Linked DNA regions of Mus musculus: regions 2, 3, 4 and 5 are each linked to region 1. Evidence: chromatin contacts called from public Hi-C, HiChIP or PLAC-seq and promoter capture Hi-C data. All regions are on one chromosome and are shown on one strand. The core of a region is the stretch at or near the end of the contact, and the rest is flanking DNA. Distances in the headings are between cores, read along the strand shown.

Region 1 (4,817 bases), core at 1,099-3,598:
GGTAGTTTATTTGAGGCCTCTCCCTTCAGCATACAGACGACTGTTTTCACACTAGGACCTCATGTGGTCGACCCTTCCCTCTGGCTGTGTATGCCCATGTTCTCATCATCTCTGTTTGCAAAGGTGAGCAATCAGATAGGACCGGGGCTCCCGCTTACAGCCTCATTTGAGCTCTTTCTCAAAAGACACCATGTCCAAACACAATTGCGTCTTGGGGTACCAGAGGGCTGAGACTTCAACCTGTGAGTGCCACGACGGGAGTGAGTTGGCCTGGATTATACAGTGGGGATCTGATACAGTCTTGTTAGCATCTGCTTGTTGACTACAGTACTGACGTCTTTGTTCTAAGTAGAAAGTACTGCTTACTTACTGCAGGATTTGGGCCTCTTTCCCTCCCCTCACTGATGTTCTTCGAAGCCCTGTCAGATCCTTAGCCACTGCTGCAGCTTCACCTGCTGCCTCTCTCCAGAGGGCCCTCCTCTTGTCTCCACTGGGCTTCAGCTCCTCATGAGGCCATGTTTTCTGGCCGGACTGCTCAGCTCTCAGCCTCCTTCTGATCCACTGCTGGCTATAGGCGAGGACCGGTCCTCGGGACTGTCCTCACCACTGTCAGCGTAGCACACAGAGGTCGCTGTCTGTTCTTTGGTGATCTCCAGTCTCTGGACAGTTCCTGAGTTGGCCCTCCTGGAGGAGACTCTCCAGTCAACAATGGTTTCCTTCTCAGAGGTAGGCCTTGCTTTGTGTTTCGAAATGAACAGTCAGTGGGCATCCCAGTCCAGAACGGGATGCTCAGAAATGACCCACTAAGCCCACAGATTTCCAAGAGGAAGATTTTTAATTTTGTTCCTATGTTCAAAAGTCCAGGACCACATCCTGTGGTAGATGCTATCCGAAGACTCAGCCCACGTTCCCCAGTCTCACTCTACTGGCCCCACCTGGAAGCCGCATCAAAAGAACTGATCCTTCATGTTTGATCTCAGGGCAGAAATGCTGGCCTGTGGGAATTTTATCATAATGCCCAGTCTGGGGTAGCTCTCACCTACAGCTTTCACTACTAAGCCAATGTAGAGTACTAACTCTGGGCAGATGTATCACATGGAGTTTAACAAATACCACACCAGTATCCCATCTCCTGAAGACGGTCTCACTGTAAGTCAGTCATAAACAGCAATCAGGCTCCATAACTGCTTGTTATTTGTTTAAAAGAAAAATGAAGTAAAATGCCATTCATTTCAGAGCAAGCATCTGAGGAGCACTAGAGTTATGATAGAAACTTGGGACAAGGGCTTATAAGAATGTGGGCAGGCTGCAGGCGTGAGTCAACGGGGAAAGGGCTGGCTGCACAAGCTAGGGATGTGAATTCAGACCTCAGTACCCATGGAAAGCTGAAGTGCAGAGGCTCACACCCATAAACCCAAACCCAGCAGCAGCAGGAAGAGGCAGCAAGAGCCTGGAGGCTCTCAGACCCGCTGGCCGACCTGAACCACCGCTCCTTGAGAAACCCAGTCACAAAATATAAGTTAGAGACTGATAGAAGAAAGACCTCCCTCCATGGCAGCCAATGCATGTGCATGCAAAGTAAATCTGCACACACACACATACACACACACACACAGCCAGTACACATACACACAAAGTAAACTTCCATAGAGAAAGAGGTGGGGGAGGGCAGGCTCTGGCCAATATACAAACATGCAAAGTAAATCTGCACACACACACTTGTGTGCATGCACACGCATGTATGTGCACACACACATACACACACACACACACAGCCAGTACACATACACACAAAGTAAACTTCCATAGAGAAAGAGGTGGGGGAGGGCAGGCTCTGGCCAATATACAAACATGCAAAGTAAATCTATGCGTGTGCACACACAGGGGGCTGGGAGGGAGAGAAGAAGAGACAGGGAGAGAGAGAAAGAGACAGAAAGACAGACTATGGCCAATACTCACATGCAAATTAAAACTACAGAAACACCACAAAGAGACAGTCTCTGGCTGTGCAAACATGCGCATGCAAAGTAATCCTACTTGCTGTACACACACACACACACACAGAGAGAGAGAGAGAGAGAGAGAGAGAGAGAGAGAGAGAGAGAGAGAAGGCAATCTATATGAAGGAAAAGAGGAAAGAGGCAAAGAAATGGAGGAAGGAGAGAGAAAGGGAAAGAGGAAAAATAAAATGACAAAAGCAAAATGGGAAGGAAAGGACAGAGTGAAGGAGGGAGAAGAGAGGGAGAGAGGGAGAGAAGGAAGGGGACAGAGGGTAGAGGAGAGAGGGCAGGGAAAGGAAGGGACTGAAAGGAGGGGAAGGGACAGAAAGAAGTGGGAGGAGTAGGAGGGAGCGAGGGAGGGCGGGGAAAATGGAGGGAGGGAGAGGAAAAAAAGAGAAAGGGAGACGACAGGAATGGGGAGATTACTAAGACACTGAAGGAGAGAAGGACTCTTCCGCAGAATGAGCCGTTGTACTTTAAACACAGTCGGCACTTCACAAGTGTTTGCTGAATTGAACCGAACTGCTCAAGTGTAGTTAATACTTCCAGCCTCACTTTCTAAGTATTTTCTCTAGAGAGAAGTGAAAGCAAAAGAAAAACACCCAGCCAGCCAGCTCCTCGGCCTTCCGAGCACAGGTGGGGCGGGGCTGGGGGGACGGGCTTGCCCTGGATGGAGCAGACAAAGGGAGCCACCCAGCTCTCCAGGCTGGTTCCCTGGAGATGAAGCAATCCGGGAGATAAAAATATCCTTGGCAGATGATTTACGCTCGAGTTCAGCCGCTGGCTTTCATTCCTAAATAAAGTAACCTAGAGCCGTTCCACTCTTTTTTTTTTTTTTAACCTGTTTGTTGAAGGCCACAAGACAAAGCCAAATGCAAACAGCATAGAGGTATAAATACACTCCCCGGTGGCCCCGAGCCAGGAAAGAGCTAAGCATGACAAAATGGGAAAATGTAACAGGTGAGCTTCCGCCTGGAGTCTTAAAGCAGCCAAGAAAGATGCGGTTCTTAGAAATAGCTATGTTTGCAGGATCTTCTCTCTGATTCTGAGACCAGCTTCATGAGTCCCATTACCCAGACATGAGGGAGACGGGAGTTCTGCCCTCCCTAGGGAAGGTTAAGTTCTATGAGGTCAGTTTTCAGCAACATGACACCGTATGCATTATATTTTTACTTCAGTGTCTATAACCACAGAAACACACCTTTTGCAGTATTGATGATAATTCTCCAGAGCTGCCAAAAATCTTGTCCCTGTCAACCTTGGCTTAGGGTCAATGCTAACACGGAGTAGCACTGAGGGAATGATGTTGTGTGGTGTTACCACAAAACAACTGAGTCCTGCTTCTGTTTCTCTCTCCGTTCTTCTCGCTGACCTGCAAACCTTTCCCACCAATGACTTACATAAACTAGAAGCTGCTTGCTTGGCTGGGGAGACAAAGAATTATAGAAAGTATTTACAAAGATATGATCCATCATGTAATTACCACAGGATACTCCCATAGGATGTAAATTTCTAGAAGGGATATTATGTTTCTTATTTGTTTTTGTTTTTTAAGACAAAGATTCCTGATGTAGCCCGAGCTGGCTGAAAACTTAAACCCCTTTTGCCTCCTTTCCTTTGTTTGTTTGTTTGTTTTTTGGGTTTTTTTGAGACAGGGTTTCTCTGTGTAGCCCTGGCTGTCCTGGAACTCACTTTGTAGACCAGGCTGGCCTCGAACTCAGAAATCCACCTGCCTCTGCTTCCCAAGTGCTGGGATTAAAGGCGTGCGCCACCACCGCCCGGCTTGCCTCCTTCCTAAACACCGAGATCACAGATATGTTTTCTTCAGTGTAGAAATATTATTGGTATATTCAATCAACCTAAAAACATTATCCTATGTACCTTTTCTAGATACAAAACTGTATATACATGAATTTATTACAGGGGGAAAAAAGGCAGGGTTTCTCTACATAGCCCTGGCTGTCCTAGAACTCACTATGTAAACCAAGAAGGCTTCAAACTCAAAGAGCTCCACCTGTCTCTGCCTCCTGATTTCAGGGATTAAAGGTATGAGCCACTTCAGCTGGCAATTAAAGGAAGTTTTTAAATAAAGAAAAAATAAAATCCTGTTTAAAGTTACTAGCTAGAAATGATAGCAGTACTTTGTTGTATGCTTTTACTTTTGCATTCTGTATGTACTCATAGAAATATATCCCTTTAAAAACCTATTTTTTCACCATTAATTTGTAAAGATACAGTTTAACTTTTTATTACATCTCTTTGTTTGTTTTTGTCTATTCCGTGAATGCATGTGCACACATGTCAAAGTGCATATGTGGAGGTCAGAGGAGAACTTTGAGAAATTGGTTCTCTTCTTCCACCATGTGAGTCCTGAAAACTTGAACTCAGGTCTTCAAGCATGGTGCTAAGTGCCTTCACCCCAGAGCCTTCTTAGCAGCCCATAAACATAGTTTTCAACAATGTTTTGGAAGCTGGAGGGCTTACAAACTTGATAGGTAAAAAGACACATATCAAGTTAGCTTTTTTGTTATGCTGTTGAACAAGAAACATTTGCGGTGCATGGAGGTTCTTGTCTGAAGGTTGAGACAGGACGAAAAAGAGTCTGAGGGTAACCTGGGTTACACAGTAAGACACACCTCCAAAGAACAAAACCAAAACCAGAAGCAACAAAACCCAAGGGTTGACAACGTAGCTCGGCTGGAAGAGTCCTAGAATGTGCAAGGGCCTTGATCAGATCCCAGCACCACCCAAACCTAAAACAGCACACCTGATCATTTTAACTCCTCTAGCTTCACAGATTCACACCAAGAGAAAATT
Region 2 (4,817 bases), core at 1,580-4,079, 380 kb after region 1:
GTCTGATGCAGAGTCTGGACCACTAGGGAGCCCTGGCCCCTGTGCCATGGAGATTACCTCATCTCCATGAACTTGGTCATCCTCGACTGCAAAGCAGGAGCACCGACCGGTGCAGCATCCCTCCCTCCTGGCAACCCTGAGCGCCCCAGGCGGTTCAGCGAGCAGCTGAGAACAAGACTTGGATCTTGAGGCAGAGCAGCCTCTTCCTATAGAGGGACCTTTGAGTCCTAGAATATTTAGTCCTTTAAGAATTCTTACTACAGGAAATTACTAGACTTCTTACTTCATAATGAAGGGTGATTGTGCTATTATTCCCTGCACACATTATTATTTTGATAATTGTTAAATTACTAAGAAGTTTTAAGAGATAGTCTCAAAGTCAGCACTAAGTTGACGTAGATTCTGAAAGAAAATAAAATACTATTTCACGTTAAAGGGTGGATAAAAAACGATGGAAGTCCAGTTTGTCCCTCCCACATCACTCAGGACAGGAACTCCAGATGCCTTTCCCAGCATGATATCAGGATGATATTTTAATATCCACTGGTTCTTCCTCTGCATTGATTACAGGAGATCAAGTATCCATCAGGCTTGAGCAGAAAAATGGATTCGGACTCCTAGCCAGGAAATACATTTTAAAGCAGATTTTTTTTATGCCTGTCAAGAGTACCATTTTATACACGGGCAAATATCTGGGCATTGCGCTTTGAGGAAAGTGAATGGGATAGCACGGTGCTACAGGGAGCCGATCGGTTGGGCTTGGCTCCTGTCCACAGGGGCGGATCTCACTGCTGCTGCTGCAGTGTGGAACCTTACACAGCTCTAGCAGGAGAATGTAAACAGTTATCAGGGAATGCAATAAGGAGAGGTCAAGTGAGGCTGAGACAGGACTCTGGTTCCGTGCCAGCCTGGGCTACTTAGCTTCTATTGCTGTTTTTTTCTTAATGTTTACTTTTTCCTTTGAGAATTTCATACGACATTATGTTGGTCATATTTCTCTCCCTCCCCCAGCTCCTCCCAGATCTCCATACCCACCCAGCTTCATGTTCTTTCTCTCAAAAACAAAAACCCATGTCTGTGTGATTGATATGCCCAGTATCACACCACTGAAGAAAACAGACTTTCCTGTAGCTATGAACCGTGAAGAGTTTCCTGGCAAGGGGAGGGACTTCCTGCCTCACTTCCACTCCGCTGTGCTGGGGTTTTCCTATACACTGTCTTAAATAAACCCTTGGTAACTCCAGCAAGTCTTGTATCAATAAGATGGTGGCTGTTGAGGCGGCTCAGGCTCGTTCTGAGTTAGCTACTCCCTTTGGGACCCAGCCCAGCACTCTGCATATCTCTTAGTCTGCATCAAACTGTGGAAGAGTCCTTCCTAACAGTGAACAGATCCACACAGTAAGCACTGAATTTGGTTTCAAATCTTTTCGAACCTGTTCTAAAGGATGGAAACACAGGATATTCAGCTCAGTGTGAATAAACAAATACCAAAGTGTCGCCGGAGGATTGTTTCAGCCATGCAGACTGGCTGTTTCACATTAACGATTGAGCAGTCTAAAGTCTCTCTCCAATTTTCTCCCACTTACATACCACCAACTCATTCAAAGTTTACAGCATGGTGCATGTGCGTGCATGAGTGCCCCAGGGACCAGTTCTGTGGAAAACAGAACCAGTGTTCTGTCTCTCCTCACTCTACGCATGACCTTGGATATATGTCCTTGTGAGAGCATGGTCTGTGGTTCATGGCACCTCCCCCCTCCTCCCATACACCCACCAGCACTTCAGAATTCTCATTGAAATTTGTTTATTGATTTTTTTAAGCGAAATACATTTATAAAACTATTTTGTTCTCTCACTTTTGTGGGAAAAGGTTTTCCATGCTTGATGGAAAATACATCCAGGAAAGAAATGCTGTGAAATTACATTTAAGGTTACAGCTGATTTTACAGCACATGTAGAGTCCTGAGATATTAGTAATCAGCCATGGGACTCTCCTTGCAGGGAGCCCTAGCCACCCCGAATTGACTTTTCCAGACATCTTGCTGGTGAGCTGCAATCTCTCTTTGGTCTATCTTTGTAAGGAGAACACAGATTTATGGCTTTTCATTCTGAAGAATTTCCTCCAGGTGCTCGGGGTTGGCCTCTGGGGTGAGTGAGCAAGTCCATAAACACGGGGAGCTTGGAGCAATGAGCTCTGGAATCTGTCCAGGGAGCCCCTATTTCCTCTTCCTGCCCGCAGGCATGGGGGTGGGGACTGGGCAGCCACAGCCCGGAGGCTCCGGTTAATTTCTTGCAGTTCTCTCCTAAGACCATGCGAATGTGAAGGATTGGCTCAGGATGCCCAACTATAACAACCGGAAAACCCCCAGGGAATAGAAGCAGCTGAGCATCCTCACATCGAGCCCTGAGTGACTGGATGTGTGTTCCTCTAGGCATCCTGTGTGCAAGTCCATGTCTTCCTCATTGACACCTTTTATTCTCAGAAGCACAGCTGAAAACGCCTCTGCGTGCCACCTTGTAGTCAACTCTACTCCTGTAGTGAAAGTAAGAACTCACAACTGTTAGCTGGGACGCGCAACTCGGTGGAGTTCTAAGGCCACTTCCTTTTCTCTTCTGTCTCCTTAAGCTGGCGGGGCCCAGTGGCACCAAAGTCCTCTCTCAAACTGGCACAGAGAAGAGGGATATGTTGTGCTTGTGGTAACATGGGAGCTGACAATTGAATGTTTCTCCTTTCGTCTCTCTCTTCATCTAAAAAGGAACACAGCACAGTGGCTGTCCTCATCCTGTTCCGTCCCCAGCCCTACGCAAAGGCTGCTTGATTGCTTCCTGTGGCTGCTTGCTCCCTGGAGGTGGCAGTGCCGCCTTATCACAGGGGCACTGATTAAAGCCAAGGACAGGATCCTGCTTTAATTGGTGTTCCTAGCAGAGGCCGTCTTTCTCATTCCCTTTGTCTCCACGGCTGCTTTGTTTCGTCCTGGAGTAACTCCAGGCCCCTCTCCTTCCCTCTCACCAGTGAGCACTAAGTAGCTTGGATAGCTCAGGGAGGAGTTCTTACAGGAGGACTCTGTTGACCACGGGAGATTCTTATAACAGCGCGTTCTTAGAAAGCCTCCTGCCTGTTCCCTGAGGCTCCAGAAATGGGACAGAGAGTTTTCAGCTGCTTCAAAGAAAGGCACCCCAGCCTGTTCTTTTCATTCTTTGGTTTGTGCTGCTGCTGTTTCAGTGTGTGACCGTCCCCTCCACCCCCGACCCCCGCGAGAAATAGGGGAACTAACGGTACTTAAAAGTTCCTAAGTAATGACCAAAGCAGAAGTATGCCATTTTGGCCTAGGAAAGAGGTGGAAAGCAAGATGACGTAAAGCTGGCTGGGACCTGCGTGGCCCTGAGTGTGCTCTGGGTGGACTGTGGTGTGTGCATGCCCACAGGCGTGCTGGCTTTTCCTCCCAGAGCCTGTGGGCAGTAGTGGTATGTATGTTTGTTCAAATGCTCTTTGCTTTAGTTCAGCACCATTTTGATTTTGTTGTGTTACTAAAATGCAATTTAGGAAGAATTCTTACTGGATTAGGACTCTTTTGTTTCTTTTCTTTTCTTTTTTTTTTTTTTTTAAACTAAACCAGGAACCTCGCCATATAATGTGCTGGATATTGGCTCTGTGGTTTGGGAGAGTCAGTCATCTGCTTCCTCCCTCCACAGCTATAACTCTTCCAAGCTAATATCGCATCCCTTGAGACTGGAGCCGGAGTTAACCCACCCCGTGGAGGATGTGGAGAGTGATAATACTTGGCAAGCTCTCTGCAGAACATTCCAGGGCCTCCCCACTGCCCTGTAGCGCTGCATACAAACGAGCACATTGGTATGGGCTCTGTGACAACATTTATAAGTTTGCACGGTTCATAGCTGGCTCGATTATGTGCATACTAACACAACCCGGGCATTTCTGAGGCAGTAAAACACTTCACTGCTAACATTCTGAATCTGGTTTTAATTTTGAAAGAATAATAATACATTTATGTATGAACGAAGTGTAGTCTTATCACCATTCCAACCAAACCACGTGGCTTAACTGCAGAATGTCCCTTTTAACCACGCTGTATGGGGCGGACTTTGTGTGTCCCTTGTTCCACATGAAGGAGGGTTTTAGCTTTTAAACGCATCTAAATTCCCCCCACATATGCAGATTTCCCCCTTTAGCAAGGCAAGCCAGGTGACCTCGGGTTTTTTTTTGTTTGTTTTTTTTGTTGTTGTTTGTTTGTTTGTTTTTTAACAAGAAAGAAGACAGTAAACAGAAGTATAAATGTTCGCTGTGGGAAGTGTCCCTGGTTAAATGTGTCCATGCCTCTCGCTTTGGGGTTTTATTTCAAGGACATTATGATCACAACTATCATGGGTCCTTACAGCATTAGGGGCTATGAAACCAGAATGGTATGTGGGCACCATGTGACTGTCAGCCCCCAAATTAACTGTGTGTTTCCATGAATGCTGAGTCCTGCCTCTGTTCAGGCAACAATAAACACTGCAGTAGTTGGGAGATGGAGTCACAAGCATAAATTAAGAATCAAGACACTGTTACTTCATAACATAAAGAGCTTCCTTATCCCTCTTCCAACAGTAAACTAAGTACTGAGTAATCCAACCCCTGGGTGGGCTTTGTTGTTGTTTGTGTGTTTGTTTTTAGAGACAGTCTTTAAGTGACACTAAGAATCTGTCTTATGGAAAAGAACAGTGTGACTTTTGGGCACCAGGAAGGATCTCAACCGACCAGAAAAGCTAGATTCATCACAGAGCCTTCAGAAGGCCTCTTGCTTTGGGGCTAAATA
Region 3 (4,817 bases), core at 1,691-4,190, 320 kb after region 1:
CCAGCTCACCTTCCATCTCTCCTGGCCTCCCTCTAGCAAGGCCCTCCTCCTCCTCTTCCTCCTCCTCCTCCTCCTCCTCCTCCCATCTCTGCTGCGACCTGTGACTTCCTTGTTTATTTGTCTGCCTTTGCAGACTGCAAGGAAAGGGGCAGCCTTCTGGTTCCCCGGTTCCCCAGCCGTGACAGCGGGCTGGGCTTCAGGCTGCTCTTATTTGTGAAGGCATCTGCCTTTACAGTATGTACTTGAGAGTGTTTAACAGTGGACACTGAATTGGTGGATTAATGTAACCTTCATTTCTATCAGCATAAACATTGTTTCAGAGGCAGAGTGACCATCCGCAAGCACGAGGAAAGAAGATGTGCAGCTGATAGCTAAAGTGCCTGTGACCTGAGACTTTTTCCTTTCCTTTCCTTTCCTTTCCTTTCCTTTCCTTTCCTTTCCTTTCCTTTCCTTTCCTTTCCTTTCCTTTTGTTCCTACAAAAAAATTCCACAAATGGGGCTGGGGACTAAATTGAACCCCAGAACCAACATTTAAAAGAAAAAACCCAGCTGTGGTAGTGTACACTTAAAATCACAGTCCCGAGGGAAGCAGAGACAGGCAGATCTCTAAGGCTTAGCTGCCAGGAGCATAGCCTGCTTGCTTAGTTCCAAGCCTGAGAGGACTGTCTCAAAGAAAAGGATGGATGGATGGCTCCTAAGAGATGATAGCTTGAATTGACCTCTGACCATCACGCGCACGCAAGCACGCGCGCGCACACACACAAGCTCTGCCACAGATGCAATAGTGTATCTTAAAGAAACAGCGAAGTGGATATTCCAGTATCAACATGTTAGGACGGTGGCTTAAGATTCAAGGGCACATAGGCATGCCCATGCTTTTTAAATGCTGATTTTCCTCCCCATAGCCTAGGTAGAAGCGTGCGTTTAAATTAGTCTGATTTCATTTTAGTTCTTGGCACCTGAACCTCAGGCATTGTCACTAGGCAAGAAAGGTGACATCTTCTGGCATCTGCCCAGTGGGGACTTTGGTCCCCGGTTTATCTAGACTTTCAGCAACTCAGTTTCAGACTATCCTTTGCCCACCTCTGTGACACTGGATATGAGTTCTTCGACTGTGCTGTTGTTAGACCTGTAGGTTCGTAGTCATAAGAAACCCTTGAACCACTGGTCATTGCTACACCAGTGGCAGGATTATTTCCCCCCTGCCAGGATGCTCCTTTCAGAAGTGTGTCTGCCCGAGGAGCTACTCTTTGATGTGCATGCTGACTGTGGCTTCCATGAGCGGGGCGTGCAGAAATGTCTGCTTCCCTTAAATATTTAGCCCGTGACCATTTTGCATTGCTCTCCTCTAGGCATTAGAGTGGATCCACGACAATGGGGAGTTCTACCTTTCCACACATACCTCAACAGGGTCCAGCATTCAGCACACACAGGAGCTGTTGAAAGAACACGAGGAGTTTCAGATAACTGCCAAGGTAAGTCTGCAAGGGAATGGGCTTCTGCTCTGAACATCTGCTTGGGCTATCCCAGAATGACCTCGAGCATACACTCCAGGGGAAGGGGGTGCTTGTCAGAGGCATGGCTACCATGTATGGAGCATCGGCATAGGTGGTGTGGTTCTTCCCAGACGGGGTCTTTATCTGCCTCGCTTTGTTTACCTGCTTGGGCTCGTCTGATCTCTGTGATAGCCTCCAGCTCTCCTGGCCTCTGCCTTTGCCCTTAGTGTTGCTTCTCTCATTTTCTTTCTGAGTTATTTGTATCAAGGCTTGCTGTTTCTCTGAAACATGAGGATGTGTATTGTTCTGTATTCTGTGTCTTGCCCTTCCCTATGACCGGTTCCCGGAGAGCGTCATGGCAACACCGTTCACCACTGTCCAGTCCCAGCATGGTCTGTGTTTACTTCTGTCAGAACTGATTCCTGCTTGTTCATGCGTTTGTGATGCTGGAGGCATCCATCTCTACTTTTCTCTTGAAAAGAGAAGTGGATGCGTCTTCCAGAAGTACTATGTCTTTGCATCTGACACAAGTCGTCAGAAAAGCACGCATCCCAGGGCCTGGCTTCAGGTCCTTCTCTCAGATGGTTTTGAATGGCTTAAAATGCGGTCACTTCTCTGTGACTGCTGCTCTGGTTTTGTTTGTTTCTTTCTTTCTTTGGAGTTTGTTTTTAAATTACAGTTATTTCTGCTGGGCTATACATGCTGTAGCATCCATGTGGAGGTGGGGACCCCTTGGGGGAATTGATTCTCTTCTTTGACCGAGTGAATCCTGGGATCAAACTCAGATTTCCAGGCTTAGCAACACCTGCCTCGCTCACTGAGCCGCCTTGCTGGATTTCCAGTGTTTGCTTGGTTTTGTTTTTTGGTGTGTGTATGTGTGTGTCTGCGAGCCCACATGCACACACACACGTGCACGCACGCAAACACTCTGAAATATTTTCAAAAGTATATTTTTAATGGCAGACTTGAGTTTTTAGAAGATGCTGAGAATTACTTCAGATCTGAGCCAAAAATTGACCAACCTGAATAATATATTTTTTTTGTTAAAACAAAAAGAAAAAAATAAATGCTCCTATAAAGGAACAAGAATAATTATAAGGGGGTGGCACACCTTTAATCCCAGAACCTGAAAGGCAGAGACTAAAGGATCTCTGTGACTTTGAGGATCTATATTGTAAGTTCCAGGCCAGCAGGAATACAAAGAGACCCTGTACCCCCACCCCAATTAAAAAAAAAAAAACAACAGCAACCATCTAGAACAACTATCTTGTGTGGCCCTTAACCAGGTTTGAAAGCATAAAGAGGAATTTTCAACCAACTGGAGTCACAGTAGCTACTTTGTATTGCACCTGTTTGTGATTTTGCTTCTGTAACATTTCTGGCTCCCCTTCCGGTCCTCCCTGGCCTCTCCTCCGTTTCCCAGCAGCTTGTGAGTGTGCTGGGCCCTAGGAAGCCCTGGTCGAGTGCACCATTCACTGCGGCTACAGAGAGCTGTTCCCCGTGTACTGAACACTGTGGGGGTGGGGCTTAGGCAAGGTGGAGGTGACCCCTCCTAGAGATACCAGGAACATCCAGAGAGCTGACTGGTCCTGCATCTAAGGTGAGGACCATGGCTTTCCCCTCTTTGCATACTGTGCATTCAGCCATATAACTTTAATTTGTTAGTACAGCTAAGAAATCATCTCTACTGTGAGTGTTACAGTTCTATATTTGTTCCTCCGATGACCCGTACATTGCATGTTAAGGAAGTGCCTGATGTTGCATTGGGATCAAAGGCCAGTTTTCCACCACGGTTGTGGTCCACTACCATGCTCTTGTCTCTGTAGCCTGTTCACAGCTCTGCTGTCAAGTTGAGTGACGGGCCCACCTTGTTTACCAGGGAATGCATATAGGGACTTTAACCATTAGTCCTAAATGGTTCTTCCTACTGAATTTGGGTGTAGGTTTTGGAAGTATAAGACAGTAGTATGCATATCTTTACTCGTATGTTTTTGTAAGATCTATGTAGGTTAGCATCTGACTATGCTGTTTCCCAACTCTATAGGACTATTACTTTTGTTAAATATATGGATTAGTTATGTCAGGAGGAAGTCAGAGGTTTGGAAAGAGTGCCCCTTGCTGTCTTAGCTGTGTGTTGTCATTGGTGTGGGCTGTCTGCGTCACGAGCTCCTTGGCTGGTGGAGATTCTACTTGCTCTGTCAGGGTGGCATGGGGTTTGCCCTTGCTTGAGCTGATCAGTGTCTCCTAAGAATTCCTGTTTCTCACAGCCTGTAGCAAAACCTTAGCTCTAGCAGGATAGTCTTTCAATTTGTTACACAAATTCAAATTAAAGCCAAGAAGAATGTACACATCTTAATTACTTAGACTTACTTACTAAGACTTCTTGACTCAGTCCCTTTGTCCTGTCTATATCCAGCTCCTGGGTTTCATGTTGGGTGGATTTCTGTGTCATGCCAGTGACTGGGCTCTGCAGGGATGAGGTCTATGGGGACTTCAGAACAGGCTGACATGCAGTCTTTGCACACATTGAAATTTGCAGTCCAACTCGTTGCTAAACCACTTAGAGCCTTGCAGTCATCTCCAGATGCCTCCCTGGGTCTCCTTTAGTGACGTCCCTGGTGCTGGATGCTGGGCTCTGTGTTCACACACTCTGTGACGTAGCATGTGTGTGCACAGGCTATGCATCCTTCATGGTTCTCAGCACCCAGGGAAAGCCACTAGGGAAATTCACTTCACTGTCATTGTCTCCCAATCCTTGATGCCCACACAGGAGGTCTGAGAACAAATGGTGACTTCCCATTTTATATCCATTTTACTGTTGGAATTTTGAATCTCCTGGATGTATTGATGTATTTTTAAATGGCAATTATAATTAAATATTCCGAGACAGGAACTATTGAGGGACAGGTGGATCGCACCTTGTTTTCATCTCATCATCTGTTTGCTCTGTCTGTCTCTACTGATTGACGTCTGCATGCTGGGCTGGTGACTAGCATATACTGGTCAGAGAAACAGCAGTGCTGGTAAATGCATAAAATGTATCTAATGTGCATGTTCGATGGGAACAAGGAAGTGGGGACAGGAAGGGTGGGAAAGGGGCCCTGCTCTGAGAAGCCTTTGGCTCTCACTGGCGTCGCCTTTTGTGTAAATGAACTTGTGCGATGAAGTCTCACTGTCTTGTCTTACCAGCCTTTACACTTAGTAAATCTTCCCTATTTTAACTAGTTACTGAAACTAACACCAGCCTGTAATGCTACTGCTAGCAGTTTGTGCATTGTCATGTGTTTTCCACAAACAAACAAGTATTCCTTAGCTTGTTGG
Region 4 (4,817 bases), core at 1,587-4,086, 300 kb after region 1:
TCTCTAAGACTCTCCTTCAAATCGAGTAAGAGTATTTCAGGCCTTTGACATCATGCTTTTTATATATAGCCTCAGCCCCTGTTTCCTCGGCATCTGCGCCATCCCAGAGTCACTTCCTGTAGTCTTCTGAGTGTTTTTATCTCTGTGGACTTCACTGGCAGGCCAGGTGGGGAGCACACGGCACCAGTGACTGGAGTCCGAATGTCCAGGATGTGGAGGGGAAATGCCTGTGTGTGTGTGTGTGTGTGTGTGTGTGTGTGTGTGTGTGTGTGTGAGAGAGAGAGAGAGAGAGAGAGAGAGAGAGAGAGCGCTCTGCTGTGTGGAAGGGCAAAACTTGACCCCTAAATATTCCTGGCACTTCCCCTAGAATTCAGATTCCCCTTACACCCTTTCCTTGACCTATAGCATCTTACGCTATTTTAGGGTAAGAGGGCTTAAATGCTAAGTCTGCCAGACTAAGTGACTAGTTTAGGATAATTGAGGAGCCTAGATACGTTTTGAAAGGTACTCATAAAAGATGTAAAACTTTATGAATTGTCTTATCATGAGATTTTCTTAAAAGAAAGGCAGCAATAGTGACTGATTGATTTATCCTCTTTTTATATATACTCTCACCGACTCTTTTAGGCAGCCCTAACTTGCCATTCACATTAGCCCATGACCTGTAGGTGAAACTGAGTGATAGACCAGGTAAGGAAAGGCCAGCACTTCTGCCCAGCAAGGTCTCATCTGTTTTGACCTCAGGCAGGCTGTCATAGACACAGACGACCACAGTCACATGTGGCAGGAACATTTATTCCTCTGTCCCCGTGCTGTTGCCTGTACGCATACCTGTGTGCTGCACCTCAGGGCCAGCCCAGAGGCTGTCTTTGATTAGCTCTTTATCAATGCATAAAGATTGTCTAAGTGCTTTGTAACTTACTTTCAGTAGCACTTGTCCAGACTAGAGGAATGTGGCAGAGGCTCCCCCCCTCATTAGCACCCCACTCCCTCCTCAGTCCACAGTCAGCTTCTAGAGTCCACTACAGTGAAGGTCAGAGGAGAGCTGTCAGCCCCTCCCCAGACCAGACCAGGTGCCCCGGCCGGGATCAACACCTGTGTGCAGGAGGAACCCTGAGCAAGGTAAAGGAGCAGGCGTGGCAGCGTGCTGGGCTGTTCCATTCACTTGTGCACAGCCTTCCTGGGACAGCTTGAGCAAAGCTCATGAGCTCAAGCAGGAGACTGCTGAGATTTTAGGAGACAGGAAGTCAAGGATTCTTCTTTCCATTGCTTTTGAACAGAATCAGTACAGATGCAAAGAAACACATTGTTAATAAATACCTATCTTGGGAGGGCAGAGGGCTCTGGTAGTGCCATGATCAAGTGTATCTGTCATTGGAACCCAGTGGGTGAGTTCTGTGTTTGGTTAGCCAACCACCCTCGCAGTGCCACTGGTCTGGTGGAAGGCAGCTGTTAGCTTAGGAAAGTCCACTGACTTGGTCATCACAGCAGGCTAAACGCTTGGACTCATCAGGGGAACAGTGCAGTCCACTTTGCTAAGGGGTTGGTTATTGCTTGGAGCAGCATTTGCTTTCTGTTTCTTTGAGAAGACTCCTGTCGTCTATTGCGTTAAGTTGAATCCATCCTGTGTTAATTACAGAGTGCTTAGCTTGTGGAGCACACCTGTCTGCACAGATGTTCCACTGCATCTTCCTTCACTTGTTGTCTTGGTAATTCCTCCATGAGCATGGAGATTTCTTAGATCCTGTCCTACCAAGCTGCATCATAGAGAATTTAGCTGATGTGTGTGGCCCACAGTTATGCTTTGCTAAAGAGTTTCTCCAGCCTTACTCCAAACCTTAAGGCTAAACAGTACCACTGTGGTACTACTGTGCACTGGAGTGCTAATGTGTGATTCAGGTGGTACCACCGTGGTACTGCTGTCCAGCTCCACTCTGGTGCGGTTGCAACCCCCATAGAGCGCTGTACAGTGATATCTAGAATTACAGCGCAGTACAACCTATGGCAGCTAAGTGTGGTTTCCACAGAGAGTCTCAGAGCCAGCTGGCAGATCTTCAGGATCGTGAAGCTCTTGTCCTTTTTATCATTTGTAAGTGCAGCCACTGTGCTGGCACGCAGGGAGTGAATGCAGAAACAAAGGAAAGCACAGGTGAGATCCTTACTGGCAGTAAACCTCCGAGGATGGTGTAGGCCTCAGGAAGGGTTACCAGCTTCCTTCACCCGGGGTCCTTTCCCCTTGATCTACAGGATGAGTCAAGCAGCCTTTATTTAAGACTGTATAAGTAAAGTTCTCGTGTTATGAAACTTGACAGTGTACACAAAGACAGACAGTGCAAGAACAGTTAACAGATATTTAATATCTTTAGTAAAATTAACCTGTAGCACCATGGGTAACTTGGCTGAGAAATAAAAACTTTATCAGCACTTTTCTTATTTAAAATGGCCTACCAGATTCAAAACATCTATTGTAACAGGAAGAACATATTTTATATATGTGGTACTTGCCATCCAATGAGCAGGCACAGAGTTGATGTTTTAAGCTCTTCTGTTTTGGAAAATATAGACATAGAATTCAGGTTCCAAATCCTAGATGGGAGGAGCCAAGACCCACTGTGATCACACTGTCTTCCCATAGTAGGATGAACACGCTGCGTGACAGGCAGCTGGTCCTGGGTACGGTCCTCTCCATCACGCAGCTGTGGTGGGGAATAGTTTAACCTGGTGTTCTCTGCTCTGCTTCGAGGGACCTGAAGCACCAGTGTCTGACTGGTGGCTTAATAGTGAAGTGTCGTACCTCTGCTGAGACCAAAGCAGGAGTCAGGTCTCTGAGCAAGCGCCTCTGTGCTCGATGACGGATGTTCCTGTTGTCCGAGTGACTCGGTGTTTCCACGGTGCTCAGACTGGGCCTCTGCAGAAGGGCAGCGTGCCTTCTCTTCCCTTTCCTTTTTCTCCCCGGTGACAGCCTCTTCCGCCACGCTGCCGGTTTATTTTTGCCCCACACTGCAGTGGCATGTTGCGCTCTCTCTGCATGTGTCCCACTAGTTGCTGGACTCTTCAGGACGCTCTCTCTCCTTTTCCCTCCCCCTTCTTCCTTCCTTCCTTTCTTTCTTCCTTCCCTCTCTCGGGGAGCAGCCCGCCACCATCCTCTTCCCCATGTGAGTGGCCTGGTGTCTGCAGCCCTCACTCACAGTGCCCTCTGCCGTCTGTCTGTCTGCAGCTCTGGACATGGCTGGAGGAGTTACAGAAGGAACTGCTGGACGACGTGTACGCCGAGTCGGTGGAGGCCGTGCAGGACCTCATCAAGCGATTCGGCCAGCAGCAGCAGACCACCCTGCAGGTGACTGTCAACGTGATCAAGGAAGGAGAAGACCTCATCCAGCAGCTGAGGTGGGCCTCAACCCCCCTCCACCCCCACCCCCACCTGGTCCCTCGCAGATCCAGAGCTGCACAGCAGGTTCCTGCCTTTATCAGTCCTTGAACAAATAGTTCCAGTGTCCTCTCCAGAAGGCCAGGGAGAGTTTTCTCCTCATCCCCACCCCCAAACCCCGTTAGTTTTTCAGCTGCGTAATTGTCTGTCTTAACACTAACAACTGTGGGAATTTGACTCTGTTAGCATTACTTCAGCATCACCTTACTAAGACTTCCTTAAAAAGGATGAGGTTGAATCTCTTCTAAGATCACGTCCTCTGGTCCCCTCAACCTGCCTGGAGGTGACATCCTTCCGTTCCTCTGGGCAGGAGGCAGGGCCAGCTTGCCTTTGTTTCCTTTGGAGGCAGATTTGAAAATTCCTTTTATTGAGTCACAGGGTGGGGGCACTGGGGGGGCAGACACACACTTAAGGGTAGCCCCCTGCTCCGAACTCACACATCAGCTGAAGAAGAGTCACTGACTCAGTAGTGTTACATGATTTTTCCCCTTCCCTAAGAGAGGGAGATGTTACTTAGTCAGGGTTTCATTGATTGATTAGAAGTTAACCTCCCGGGGAGGAGGAGGAGGAGGAGGAGGAGGAGGAGGAGGAGGAGGAGGAGGAGGAAGAGGAGGAGGGAGGAGGAGGAGGAGGACCACTGCAGTGACTGGGCACCAGCTGTTCTCTCTATTAAGGTGGTTTTCTGTGATAGTTGATTTCTGTGAGAGAGCCATGCAGAGCTCAGCTGGGAGGAACACAGCCGTGGCTCTGCAGCCTCAGGCATGGTGGGACAAGCCGCCCAGAGGAAGGGGCTGGCGGTGTTTTGCTAGAGGACAGCGTCTTCCCTTTTCTGAGACAAAGTCCAGCTTCCTGCCAGCCTTCTTCCCCTGAAGATTTGCGTTGCCGGATCTGGTGTCTAACAATGTGAGACTTTCTTATTCAATTCCTGTTTGTCTCATTGAAGTCCCGTCTCCTTCTTCACCCGCACAGGGACTCCGCCATCTCCAGTAACAAAACTCCGCACAACAGTTCCATCAACCACATCGAGACGGTGCTACAGCAGCTGGACGAGGCTCAGTCCCAGATGGAGGAGCTCTTCCAGGAGCGCAAGATCAAGCTGGAGCTCTTCCTGCAGCTGCGCATCTTCGAGCGGGATGCCATCGATGTAAGTGGCCAGCCCCTGCCCTGGAGCCCTGTCCCTGGATGCCTTCCTGTGTCCTCCACTCCTGCGCCTCTACCAAGCAAGGAGAGGGGTGAGACACAAGGAAGAACAGACACTTCCTTGGCCATTGGGGAGGCCCGGTGGTCAGCTCTGCACTCTGGGTGGGAGACTGCAGGGGGCCAGGGAGAAGACCAGGGGGACAGTGCAGGCAGCAAGGACAGAGTGTATGGAGTACCAGGGGCAAGCGAA
Region 5 (4,817 bases), core at 632-3,131, 270 kb after region 1:
GTCAAGCGCAGTGGTGTGTGCCAATGGTCCCAGCTACTCAAGAGTCTGGGGCAAGCGGGTCACTCGAGCCTGGGAGACAAAGGCCAGCCTAGGCAGCATTAGTGAAACCCTGTGAGAAGAAAAACAGTGAGGAGACCTTTCTTAAGTGACTGAGCAGACCTGGGTCATTCTAGAATCTTCTCACCTGTATGTCTTCCTCCCACTGGGGGTACAGAGGTACTGTATTTGTTGTGTGAGTCCTTTTTCTAGGGAGATATAAACAGATACAGGCTCCTGTCGAGAAAGATCACCAAAAATATGACTACACCAAAGTCTACCTTGGCGAGCAGGCAAGTTTATTGTGCTATTTAAAGAGCATGGGTGACCCCAAAGGAAACCATGTCATCAGACATTCTCACCACGCCACAGATGACAGCTTCCCCATAGGTGTGTAGATGGAATCCCACTTTAGTTAGCCTTCTATGATCTGTATGATCCAGCTCCCCCGAGACCACAAGGCCTTGCACAGTTACGGTAAAATGACATACTGTCTTTATAATGTCTATAACATGTGACCTTGAAGGAGGTTCCATTGATAGGGCAGAAAACACTATTAGCTTGGCCTGCTGAGGCTGAGTGTCATCTCCAGTTGAAGGCAAACCTGCAGGTCCACAGTGAGTCCTAGGATAATTTGGACTGCATGGTAAAAACATACCATTGTGCACTATGCACTGTCTTTTAACAGTTGCTGGAGTCTTGGGCTCTTTCCTCAACAACACACACACACACACACACACACACACACACACAGGCACACACACAGAGAGACAGAGGCACACACACACATACACACACACACACACACACACATACACACACACACAGAGACAGAGGCACACACACACATACACAGAGGCAGAGGCACACACACACAGAGGCACACACAGGCAAGCCTCCCCCCCCCACAGGCACGCCCACACACATTACACACACACACACACACACACACACACACGTTGAAGTGGACACGTCTTTTTGTGTTTTATCTGGATGTTCTCCGGGTTACCTTAAGTACTGTGGTTTGTATACTCTTCCTCTGGCAATGTCAGATTTCTTGTCTAGTTTGTACAAGCAGCATTATTAGAGATGAAAATGCAGTTTATACAAGATATTGCCACGGCTTCCAGCCGGACTTTCCACCCTCTCGCCTAATGTGCTGACCCCTAAGACCATATACTAGGTCAAGCCCTGCATGTCAAGCGTTACTCTTGAGTTGACTTCCGGGAGCCTTGTTTTTAGCTCGAAAGGGAGAATAGTGAAAGTCTGTGCATACTGCACCCCAGGGAGTGGGTACAGATTTAGAGCCATGGCGTCTTCAGACCTTAGAAAGCCTTGTGATCTGTGGACTTGCGGCGAAACCTGGACACGTCCGATAATCAAATACAGTGTTTCCAGGCACACACTGAAGGGCTAAGTGAAGATTACACTCTGTCACAAGTTCTTGTACTAATAGTCACAGAGAGACGAGTCCCCAAAGTCTGGCACATTAATTAGGGAGTAGGACCCTCTTACAGAACACTGTTTTACAGGCTGGGTGTGGTTTTAAGATGGCTAGAACCCTACCCCTGCGCAGGAGAACGTGCCGGGGCTTGTCCCGAGCACTCGCTAACTGGCCCTCGCCCAGTTTGAGTCTGTACTCTGCGGAACCACTTCTTCCCAGTCGTGTTCCGATGCTGGAGAGCTTTTCTCCTTCCCGCAGTAGCAGCACCTGCCCGTCAGCTGTGCCAACCCAGAAGAGGCAATAACAGAAGCTTAAGAAAACACTGGGAGGCTGCCTCCCTACCCTACACATTGGCTCCTCTGCAGAATAACCAAGACTCCTACTGCCCCTGCAGACTGAGAGTGATGATGGCCCTTCTGTGGTTCCTTGGGGAGCCAGAGGCTTCCTGTACGCACAGTGCAGGCCTGTCTCGGCAGCAGGTGCTCAGGTGGCAAGATGACTGTTAGTTCATGTAAGCCCACTGTGCCATCATCATGGTCAGGTTTGTCATTATTCAGTGATTTCCTTTTCTTTACGAAAGGGGGAGTCAGGTCAAACCGTCAGCAGTTTTCTGCACATTTAGCTGAAGCATGTAAGTGCTGCACTCTTTTCAGTGCCTTGACCTTGGAGCTGTCCACTAGAGGGCGCTGATGAACAGGAAAGATGCTGGCACCCTGCCTTCTGCATAGAGAGGAAGGTGGTATTAGCCTCCTAGATTCTTTGCTCTGCTTCTGAGCCATGTAGGGAGGAAAAAGATTAACTTTTGACTTGTTCTTCAGCTTAAGGGGGAGGGCAGACCCATCCTGCCCTATTTATGGGGCTGGGATTTTTATTTTATTTTTTTTATGACACAGAATTGACAACCATTGGCTACAAGTGTGATCAGAGATGGCGGCTGGACTAGGGTGATAAAAATCCAGTGACTTGCTAATCTTCTTATATTTAAATGAAGGGTTTGTGCACATGTCTTTAAGATGCTGTGACTTTCACAAATATATTAATCCACAGTCTCCTTGCCAAGAAGGAAATTTTACCCAGGCTTTCTAAAGAGACAGTAGCCTTGTGGGAGGCTTGGGAACTTCAGCAGGATTCCATAACCATCTGCTCTTATCTTAATAAAGCGCTGGGTACGTGCACATCACTTCAGGCGCTTTTGTGTTTGCTGGAAACACAGTGTCAGCAGTAATTTTACATTCCTGGTGGGAAGAGCCAGTGCTAAGGGGAAAATGGCTGAGCCACACAGATAGATTGTATTTCCAAGCTATAGTCCCTGAAGTACTTCTCTCAGGGTTAAAAAAAAGATTCAGCTGTGGGGATTTGCTCCCTCTACCTATCCAGCAAATGTTTATCTCCAACACTGCGAAGCAGTGCCTTGCTTCAAGTCTCTGGAAGTTGAGAGGAATTGCCAAGCGTTTGACTTTGCACTGCCCTGGGTTTTTGTTTGTTTGTTTGGTTGGTTGATTTGGTTTTGGTTTGTTGTTGTTTTTAAGTTAAGGAATATAAAGAATATACCACAAAGAGTTGTAGGGTTTTGTTTTGTTTTTGTTTCTTGAAAGTCTTCCCCCCTCTATCCCTTCCAGAAGCTCTTACAGGTAGGCGATAGGTTGGAGCTTAGATGTTAGGTTTGCCCGGCAAAATCCTTTTCAACTTTAAAATACTTCTTTTGTTTGTTTGTTAAAACTTTATTATAAAGAACTTACAAATAAAAATCTCACATATTGAAATGTGCCACGCCCAATGAACTTGTCAGTGAACTTCTGTCTATCTTGACTGCTGCCCTGAAGCTTCAGGGTTCCCTGGTGGACTCCCCAGTTCTGTGTGGAGTTGGTCATGCTCACGGAGACAGTCGTTAAATGGTTCGAGGTTGAGACATTGCTTTTCAGAGGGGAGTGAGACACACTTACGAAGGCCTCCTCAGGAGACCTAGATCTCCTGGGCAGCCAGTAGAGAGTGCAGTCGGCTTGGAGTCCCTCACTGCATTTATAATTCCAACGACAGGTGTGTGTGCCGCGCAGCTGCCTCATGGTTGCCGTGGTGGGTCATGCGGACACATTTAAATCTTCAACTGCGCATGCTCATCACCGCTGACTGGGAGGGAAACTGAAGCTGAGAAAAAAAAATAGGGAACTTCCTCCCAGCGCGCAGTCAGATCATAGCTGTGTGCAGAGGGGCGGGTGTGGAAGACGTGGAAATGTGGTACCTTTCAGGGCAGAGTCAGCAGAACGGGTAGATGAGTTAGACCACACTGACAGCAGACAGATGGATCCAGGGAGCAGGGATGGTGGGCAGGTGACTGTCAGTACTGACGTGGACAGGTAAGGATCTGAAATGAACCAGGCATGAGAATGGGAGGAGCGTGTAGCCTCGGCCCGAGCACCTACTCCCAGGCTTGTCTCCACTTCCTAAGCCCACTTCCAACATGATTTCTGCAGGGTCTTGGAGGTTTGTTAAGGTTCACCATCATCTGTATGGAATAGGACGGTGCAGAAAGGATGGATGCTCAGGTGTGGAAAGGGGCCGGAAGGGCCTCAGGTGTGGAGTGACGGAGAGCAGGTTGCCTTTATTGTGCAGCCTGTCCAGCTGACCACTCTAAAATCATCCACTGTGGACCAAGCGTTCACCCTGACTTCTGACATTAGTAGATGTTCCTGCACCACTGTCTGCCTGGATTTGCCCCATTTCTATATCAATCCGAGATCGCTTTGAGTTGTGTTCTTGGGCACCTGCTGTAGTCTGATCTGAGTGTTGTGTTCCCCAAAACCATATGTGGAAATATAATCTATAGCACAGCAATACCAGTGTGCAGGACCTTTGGGAGTGTTAGGTCCCAGGAAATGTACCCTCGCCAATGAGATTAATGCCTTTAGAAAAGGAGCCTGGGAGATTCTGTTCAACCCCCAGGCCTTTGGAGGACTGTGGAAGCCGCAGCCCCTCACGTGATGGTGGCACCTTGATCTTGGACGTACTAGTTTCGAGAACCGTGTGAGCAGACATATCTGTCACATATACCCAACTCAAGGCATTCCGTTTGGTTAACCTAACAGAATCGAGCAGCACCATAGTCACAAACATGGACAATGTAATGGCCCATTGTTAACGCTGGCAGATGTACATCATGTATTTGTAACATTTTAAAGGGATCGTTTAATAGTTTTTCTGGCACTCTCCAACCCAGATTAAGTGTGCATTTGATGTAATGTAAATATCCTGTTAGATACTGCTGGTGTTGTGTGAGTTCAAAAGTTCAGGTACCAGTGAGCTGTGCCACTAAGTTCCGGCCGTGAGGACAGAACACCAG

The links. Hi-C and Micro-C count contacts between places; a contact is called where the count stands out from the background. HiChIP or PLAC-seq counts read pairs in DNA pulled down with a chosen protein or histone mark. Capture Hi-C pulls out chosen DNA fragments and counts their contacts.
Region 2: a contact with region 1 is called in a Hi-C map of nephron progenitors, with 4 times the contacts expected there. The contact joins two enhancer-like sites. A contact is called at or near these places in 1 of 484 Hi-C or Micro-C datasets (nephron progenitors) and 2 of 115 datasets of contacts at active chromatin or transcription factors (embryonic basal ganglia and embryonic limb bud).
Region 3: a promoter capture Hi-C map of pancreatic islet shows a contact between it and region 1. The contact joins two enhancer-like sites. A contact is called at or near these places in 1 of 115 datasets of contacts at active chromatin or transcription factors (bone marrow-derived macrophages) and 2 of 9 other capture datasets (adipose tissue and pancreatic islet).
Region 4: an H3K4me3 HiChIP or PLAC-seq map of bone marrow-derived macrophages shows a contact between it and region 1, with 9 times the contacts expected there. The contact joins two enhancer-like sites. A contact is called at or near these places in 8 of 484 Hi-C or Micro-C datasets (bone marrow-derived macrophages, brown adipocytes, cortical neurons and 3 more), 1 of 115 datasets of contacts at active chromatin or transcription factors (bone marrow-derived macrophages) and 3 of 9 other capture datasets (adipose tissue, embryonic stem cells and liver).
Region 5: a contact with region 1 is called in an H3K27ac HiChIP or PLAC-seq map of epiblast stem cells. The contact joins two enhancer-like sites. A contact is called at or near these places in 4 of 484 Hi-C or Micro-C datasets (bone marrow-derived macrophages, embryonic fibroblasts, nephron progenitors and 1 more), 11 of 115 datasets of contacts at active chromatin or transcription factors (bone marrow-derived macrophages, cardiomyocytes, embryonic basal ganglia and 6 more) and 1 of 9 other capture datasets (embryonic stem cells).

The regions. Positions count from the first base shown.
Region 1 is chr15:28,156,927-28,161,743 of GRCm38.p6, reverse strand. It overlaps a transcript of Dnah5 not described here. Among named protein-coding and RNA genes, the nearest start is that of Dnah5, 44 kb to the left of the region's middle. Within about 2 kb of position 2,348, at least 278 of the 459 cell types and tissues checked have an H3K27ac peak or open chromatin away from gene starts, as enhancers often do. A contact at or near this core is called in bone marrow-derived macrophages, embryonic limb bud, epiblast stem cells and 3 more, where this site is marked.
Region 2 is chr15:27,781,818-27,786,634 of GRCm38.p6, reverse strand. The region is part of intron 34 of Trio (triple functional domain (PTPRF interacting)); the gene reads left to right. Among named protein-coding and RNA genes, the nearest start is that of Otulinl, 100 kb to the right of the region's middle. Within about 2 kb of position 2,829, at least 256 of the 459 cell types and tissues checked have an H3K27ac peak or open chromatin away from gene starts, as enhancers often do. A contact at or near this core is called in embryonic limb bud and nephron progenitors, where this site is marked.
Region 3 is chr15:27,835,439-27,840,255 of GRCm38.p6, reverse strand. It overlaps Trio (triple functional domain (PTPRF interacting)), which reads left to right. Exons shown (of 57, transcript NM_001081302.1): 21 at 1,353-1,475. Among named protein-coding and RNA genes, the nearest start is that of Otulinl, 160 kb to the right of the region's middle. Within about 2 kb of position 2,940, at least 2 of the 459 cell types and tissues checked have an H3K27ac peak or open chromatin away from gene starts, as enhancers often do. A contact at or near this core is called in pancreatic islet, where this site is marked.
Region 4 is chr15:27,854,635-27,859,451 of GRCm38.p6, reverse strand. It overlaps Trio (triple functional domain (PTPRF interacting)), which reads left to right. Exons shown (of 57, transcript NM_001081302.1): 12 at 3,218-3,387; 13 at 4,397-4,571. Among named protein-coding and RNA genes, the nearest start is that of Gm29975, 140 kb to the left of the region's middle. Within about 2 kb of position 2,836, at least 65 of the 459 cell types and tissues checked have an H3K27ac peak or open chromatin away from gene starts, as enhancers often do. A contact at or near this core is called in bone marrow-derived macrophages, where this site is marked.
Region 5 is chr15:27,881,890-27,886,706 of GRCm38.p6, reverse strand. The region is part of intron 9 of Trio (triple functional domain (PTPRF interacting)); the gene reads left to right. Among named protein-coding and RNA genes, the nearest start is that of Gm29975, 110 kb to the left of the region's middle. Within about 2 kb of position 1,881, at least 100 of the 459 cell types and tissues checked have an H3K27ac peak or open chromatin away from gene starts, as enhancers often do. A contact at or near this core is called in bone marrow-derived macrophages, epiblast stem cells and trophoblast stem cells, where this site is marked.